Linked DNA regions of Mus musculus: region 2 is linked to region 1. Evidence: chromatin contacts called from public promoter capture Hi-C data. All regions are on one chromosome and are shown on one strand. Each heading gives the region's core, a stretch centred on a gene start, on an enhancer-like site or on the middle of the called end of the contact. The rest is flanking DNA. Distances are from core to core; before and after follow the strand shown.

Region 1 (2,701 bases), core at 36-2,535:
GCACTGCCCCAGCACACACTGTTTACGAGGGCCCTGGGGAGCTTCTCACGTACATTTCAGAGTATTCGGAACTCCAGCTGAGTGTCTCTGTGGATGGCAACGTTGTGCTTTTGGTCTTGTCCTCAGAGTCATCTTTGTCTTCTCCTGAATTTTGAGTTATGCGATCTATACTGCTGAAAACCTGCGGGGCGAATAACCATTGTTTATGAACTACATCTAAAAAGAGCTTGTCAGAAGTCTTAGGGAAAAAAATTAAAAAACCAAAACCCCGAATATTGAAGTAAAATCAGGAACTGGCAGACCCACACATGGTGGTGCACACCTTTCATCTCAGAACTTGGGAGGCAAAGAGCGGCAGATCTCTGAGTTCTAAACCAGCTTGGTCTACAGAGTGAGTTTCAGGACAGCCAGAGCTACACAGAGAAACCCTGTCTCTAAAAAACCAAACCGAACAAAAAAAATTGGAAACTAGGGCCATGTTGTGGAAAATGCTAACAAGGTTGTGTGCACGCCACAAGAGAGAAGGGTTAAGGTATGAAGACACATTCTTTTCGAGTGGGGGGGCTGGACTGACCCTCTCCTTTCACCAAACCTCAAGGACTCTGTATCTACAAAGAAGAATCGTAGATGCACTCAGGTTTCATGGTTTCGGAGCAATGTACATCTCAGACTGGCTCGGGGCTCAAAAAGTAACCAGATAGAGAAAATGATACAGAAAAGAAAAGGTGTTTAATGGCCGCCAGTCAGGAGTTGAGGTTGCGTGCGGGTAGAGGAAGGGATGGTGTGTTTCAGAACTTAGAGTGGGGCGGGTTCTGGGGAAGAGGGAGCTAACCAGATACCTTTGGCTTACAAATCAGGCAGCTGCAGCTGCAGTTGCAGTTGCAGGAGACTATAGCTTAGGCAAAGAGGCCTCTTTTTAGCCCACTTCTGAATCGCCACAGTCTCTCTAGAGTTAGAAGAAGATGAGGCTAAAGAACAGGAGGCCGGGGAAAATAAAACGCTTTCCAAAGTAAAGAAGCAAACTGTGTAGGAGGAGTTCTGAGAGAGAGCAAAGGATGGGTTGTGTTCTGAGGACCCATCCGATGTCAGTTAAACTTGCTTCAGGACACACATGCTGTAAGTCTCCAGGGAAATCCCTGCCCCCATGTTGGTCCTATAAACAGACAGGGGCAGCACTGGCTGATCTGCAGATGCATTTTGGGTAATCATTCAGGAAAACATACAGAGTGCTTTAAAATCACCAATTGTTATAGAATTCCTAAGGAAGAATCATGCAAAATGCCATGGCAACCACAAAGATGTAGCAACTGAGACTAGCAGAAAGGAGGTAGGGTGCCCTCTGGGTTTATTTCCATTATCCCTGGGTTCCCAACCTACCAAAAAAATCAGGTTGTTTGTTTGTCTGTTTTAAAATCTTACCTGAGTTTATAAAAAGGGATCTCTCTCAATCAATCTTATTTTCTTCTACCATTTCTAAACTTCTATCGTTGTCTTCCCACTGCCTTTTCGATATCAGTTATAATCTCTATTACCGATCAAAATATTTGCTTATCTCAAAGTCAAGTGTCCCCCAAGAACCCTGGCTCATGCAAAGAACTGAGTATCATTCCTGTGTTATACTGTGTCACAATAAGGGGGATCTCTGCACACAGTGACGCCTATGCCCTTCCTCATTGACAAAAGCCTCCACAGACTAGCTCTCAGCTAGACCTTAGGGGGCAGGTAGGCAAGTTCACCACATGACAACTCTCATGAAAGACAACAAAGCGTTGGCATCTTTGCCTCAAAGCAACAATCAACTCCCAAAGTTGGAGCCATGTCTTTAGGGTGGAAAACGGCTGCTTATTAAGTATATGAGACCATTTCCCCAACTAACTGGGAGTTTTGAGTGCTGGAGAACTCACACCCCACAAAGCGCAGGTGCTTTTACAGTCTAGTCCAACTGAGGTGGATACCAAGGTTTTGCATGCTGATGCCCCGTCCCACTTACTTTTGAAAACCTGTGTGAACAGGAAGAAAACTGCCTTATCTCCACGGTGAAGTCCTCATCGTTTGTATCGTCCTCCTCCTCCGTCTCCATGTGATGATACTTCTCTGACCGAGCTGCGGAGGAAGGGTTGGGAACAGTCTGGGTTACTCAGAGAGCTTCTGTATTTAACAGTGACAACTACCCTCTGAGGACCTGGAGCAGAACAACAGGGAGCTTTCTAGAATTTGTAGGTACGAAGTTGGAAAGTGTGAAGTTGGAGATGAACTATGGTTTTGTTTTTGTTTTTCTTTTTTTAAATCTAGGAAAGGCCAAAGGATGTCAGATAATGCACGTACTATCAAAATAACTTGTGTCATCCTCCGATTCCAGTTGGGGAATAAATTCCGCCTTCTGTCTCAGCAAACTGTTCCAGTCTAAGGAGCGGAAGAAACGATGCTGCTTCACTTCATAGGCTCCACCTGGACGGGGAGAGGAGCGAGGCTGAGAGGCTGAACCACCCTCTGTACAGGAAGCACCACGCTTACAAACAGTTCACGATATTTGTTAGCAGAGAAATGAAGAAGTGGTGGAGTCCACACTACCTCCCCCCCCCCCGCCCCCACCTTCTACAACCAAAACTTGAAAAAAAAAATTTCTAGACTTTATCAGCAGGAAATCAGATTTTGCTAACAGCGGTTGCTATAGCACAGATTTTTCTCAGTTAATTTTTCT
Region 2 (3,010 bases), core at 168-2,667, 120 kb after region 1:
TAATGGTGGTGGTTGCCACCTTTTAAACAGGCTCGGCTTTTCTTCTTCTTTTTAAGGGTGAGTTGTTCACAGTAAGAACTAATTAGCTGCCAAGAGTGAGCTGTTGTTTCAAAAGAATACTATCTCGTCCCTTAGACAGGGGTTTCATTTACTCCCATATACTTACTTCTAGTAAGACTACTTATCTGTAAGCTCAAAGTCTTTGTTCCAAGCTAGCAACTCAACCTTGTATATGTACACTAAGGGAATTATTATTTTTTAAAGATTTATTTATTTTATGTATATGAGTACATCATCATTGCTGTCTTCAGACATACCAGAAGACGGCATCAGACCCCATTACAGATGGTTATGAACCACCATGTGGCTGCTGGGAATTGAACTCAGGACCTCCGGAAGAGCAGTTGGTGCTCTTAACCACTGAGCCATCTCTCCAGCCCGAATTATTACTTCTAATACAGTGCTATCTGCACAACGTTACATACAACATAAAGGACTGTAAAACTAGCTAGTTATTTGGAGTTACCCTTAGTGTGACCGTGTGTTTCTGTATGAAATGTGCACCGTATATCACTTTCTGTTTTTCTGGATTCAAGCTCTGTTCTTCTCAAAGAAGGTGGATCCCTTATCAAGACATGTGATCGCATGGACTAAACTCTCTCCAATTGAGACAGACAGGACTTTGATTTTTAATTTTTTTTTTAAGGCAAAGCTAGGCAAGCAGTGAGCAGTTCGTGTTGGCCTTGCTGTGGAGTCTTTTGCCTTCCTTCAAAGTCAAAATGGCGGACCTACACAATCTTGCTACAGAAGGGCTCCTCATTGCTCTCCCATGCACCCTCTTATTCCTTGAGTAGCACTTGAGGCAATACATGGCTTGATAGCACACTTGAAAGTTTTTTAAAATTAAGAGAGTGAAAATGAGGTGGGGGTGAAGAAGGTTTTGCTATGGTTTCTGAAAGTGGGGATGCCTGGGTTCTCACATAGCAGACTGGCCCTTCCTTACCCCTCCCTTCTTACGTTAGTCAGGGCTCTCATCTTGCAATTTCTCCTAAAAGTCACAGACTCTTAGGAGGCAGGGGCTGTGTTGGGAATTATCCAAAGTCAGAGTCTCCCGACTCCCGGGAGCTCATTTTAAAATGGATTATAGGTCTGGCCATATTATTTATAGAACAATGTAGACAACTCTACATCTTCTCAAACAGTTTATAGGCTAAAGTGTTAAAGCAACCACAGAGCATGGGGTTTTGGAAGGAGGAGAGATCGCTCTCGACAAATAAGCACACCTCCAGCACAAGAGACAGAAGTAGGTCAGGATGAGTAAGTGAATTTTCCACTGACTCATTTCCACATGGCAAGTGCGGCAAGGGACACTGGGAATCCAATTCCTCACCTGGAAGCGCTAAGCAAAGGGCCGGGCAGGAAGGGCTACCCTCCTGACCTGTAAACAGAGCAGTGGGTAGCAAAGTCAACAGGCCCTACTGGGAACCTCTGGGCTCTGAAAACAGGTGGGACTGTGGAGACAGAGAGGGAAGTGAGTCTTCCTGCCTTCAGCCAGCAGCAGCTCACTGCAGTCGGGCTGCATGGGATTGTGCCGGGTTTTCATACATCTGACGAGAATCTGGGTAAGCAGGCTTTTTTAGCATTTCATTTTGAATGCAAGAGCGAAAACAACAACAACAAAACTCTACTTTTAGTTTGAGAGGGAGGAAAACCTGGCATAGTATCTCTAAACACAAATGCATTTATTGTGGCACAAATGGAGCACACCCCTGTAAATGTCAAATACCGTCAAACGACGAAAATAAGACCCAGCCGATCTTCCCAACTTATTTAAAGTTCAACGCATGAATGATCAGAGCCCCCAGCCCCCAGCCAGAACCTACAAGGTGTCCTTATTAAGACTTTGAAGGGCAATAAATCGGATTAAAGTAGTGAGGAGAGACATCATGAACTCTGGGAAATGCTTGGTATCTCGAGCTGGGCTGGCAAGATGCGGACAATGTCTGTCTGGGAAGGACACCAGCCTGGGTTATACGCAGAAGGATGGTCATCATTCGTGAAGAACTTACATGACATAATTCTGTTGGAGAAACCTATGTGCTTCGCTCCAGTAGATCTGCCCCACACAGGAAGTCCTTAAAGCACCCTCCTTCACACAGGAGGAAACAGACCTTAGGTGGCACCGCTGTACCTACAGGATACCGGCTGGCTTGTCTTTCCCAGCATGGCTAATGAGCTACGCAGCACCATTCATACTTGGAAAAGCGACGCCAAGTATTATCAGCAAATGCTAACACAATGCCTGAAGCTATAGAAAAGAGGGAGCTGCTTTTTTTATTTTTCATTGTAATACTTGATGGTAACACCCATGACCCTGGCCTCTTTAGCACAATGCTCTATTGAACTAAGATTCTAAATAAAAAATACAGTTTTAACGATGCATAAGGCTTTGTAAAATGAGACATTGTTAGGAAGAGTGACATAAACACCCAAGACAAGAAAACAGAGGGGTCTGAAACATTTAGAAGGCATTAGGCACCCCAATATACAATGCTCACCCAGGGCTAGGCATCAAACTAAACTTCCTTAAACACACACACACACACACACACACACACACACACACACACACACACTTCAAAACAGAGTGAGAATAGTGTTAGCTTGACACAACCCAGAGTCACTTGGGAAGAAGGAACTACAAGTGAAGAGCTCAGGCTGACCTGTGCCCCTGTCTGTGTATCTAGGAGAGATTTTTTTGACTGGCAATTGCCGTGAGCCCCTTGGAAAGCCGACTGTGGGGTGGCACCTTCTCTGGGCAGGTAAGCCTGAGCTATAGAAGGAAGCCAGCTGAGGCTGAACCAGTGAGCTAGCAGGCTACACTTTTTCACGGCGGCTGCTTGAGTTCCTGCCCTGACGTCCTTCAGTGATAGATGGTGACCTGAAAGTGTAAGCCCTCTCCTCCCCTGAGCTGCTTTTGGTCTGAGTGTTTACTCAATTCAACAGAAAA

The links. Promoter capture Hi-C pulls out the DNA fragments that hold promoters and counts their contacts.
Region 2: a contact with region 1 is called in a promoter capture Hi-C map of hippocampal neurons, with 2.1 times the contacts expected there. The contact joins the enhancer-like site here to the promoter of 1700099I09Rik in region 1. A contact is called at or near these places in 3 of 39 promoter capture datasets (hematopoietic stem and progenitor cells, hippocampal neurons and pre-B cells), 2 of 484 Hi-C or Micro-C datasets (Sertoli cells and nephron progenitors), 1 of 115 datasets of contacts at active chromatin or transcription factors (embryonic stem cells) and 1 of 9 other capture datasets (pancreatic islet).

What each region holds. Positions count from the first base shown.
Region 1 is chr13:102,758,970-102,761,670 of GRCm38.p6, forward strand. It overlaps 1700099I09Rik (RIKEN cDNA 1700099I09 gene), which reads left to right and starts at 1,286. Exons shown (of 2, transcript NR_130318.1): 1 at 1,286-1,327; 2 at 2,293-2,701. Mast4 (microtubule associated serine/threonine kinase family member 4) reads right to left here. Exons shown (of 29, transcript NM_175171.3): 20 at 2,326-2,448; 21 at 1,991-2,103; 22 at 54-181.
Region 2 is chr13:102,875,929-102,878,938 of GRCm38.p6, forward strand. All of the region lies in intron 4 of Mast4 (microtubule associated serine/threonine kinase family member 4), which reads right to left. Among named protein-coding and RNA genes, the nearest start is that of Gm30106, 30 kb to the right of the region's middle. Within about 2 kb of position 1,418, at least 78 of the 459 cell types and tissues checked have an H3K27ac peak or open chromatin away from gene starts, as enhancers often do. A contact at or near this core is called in hippocampal neurons and pancreatic islet, where this site is marked.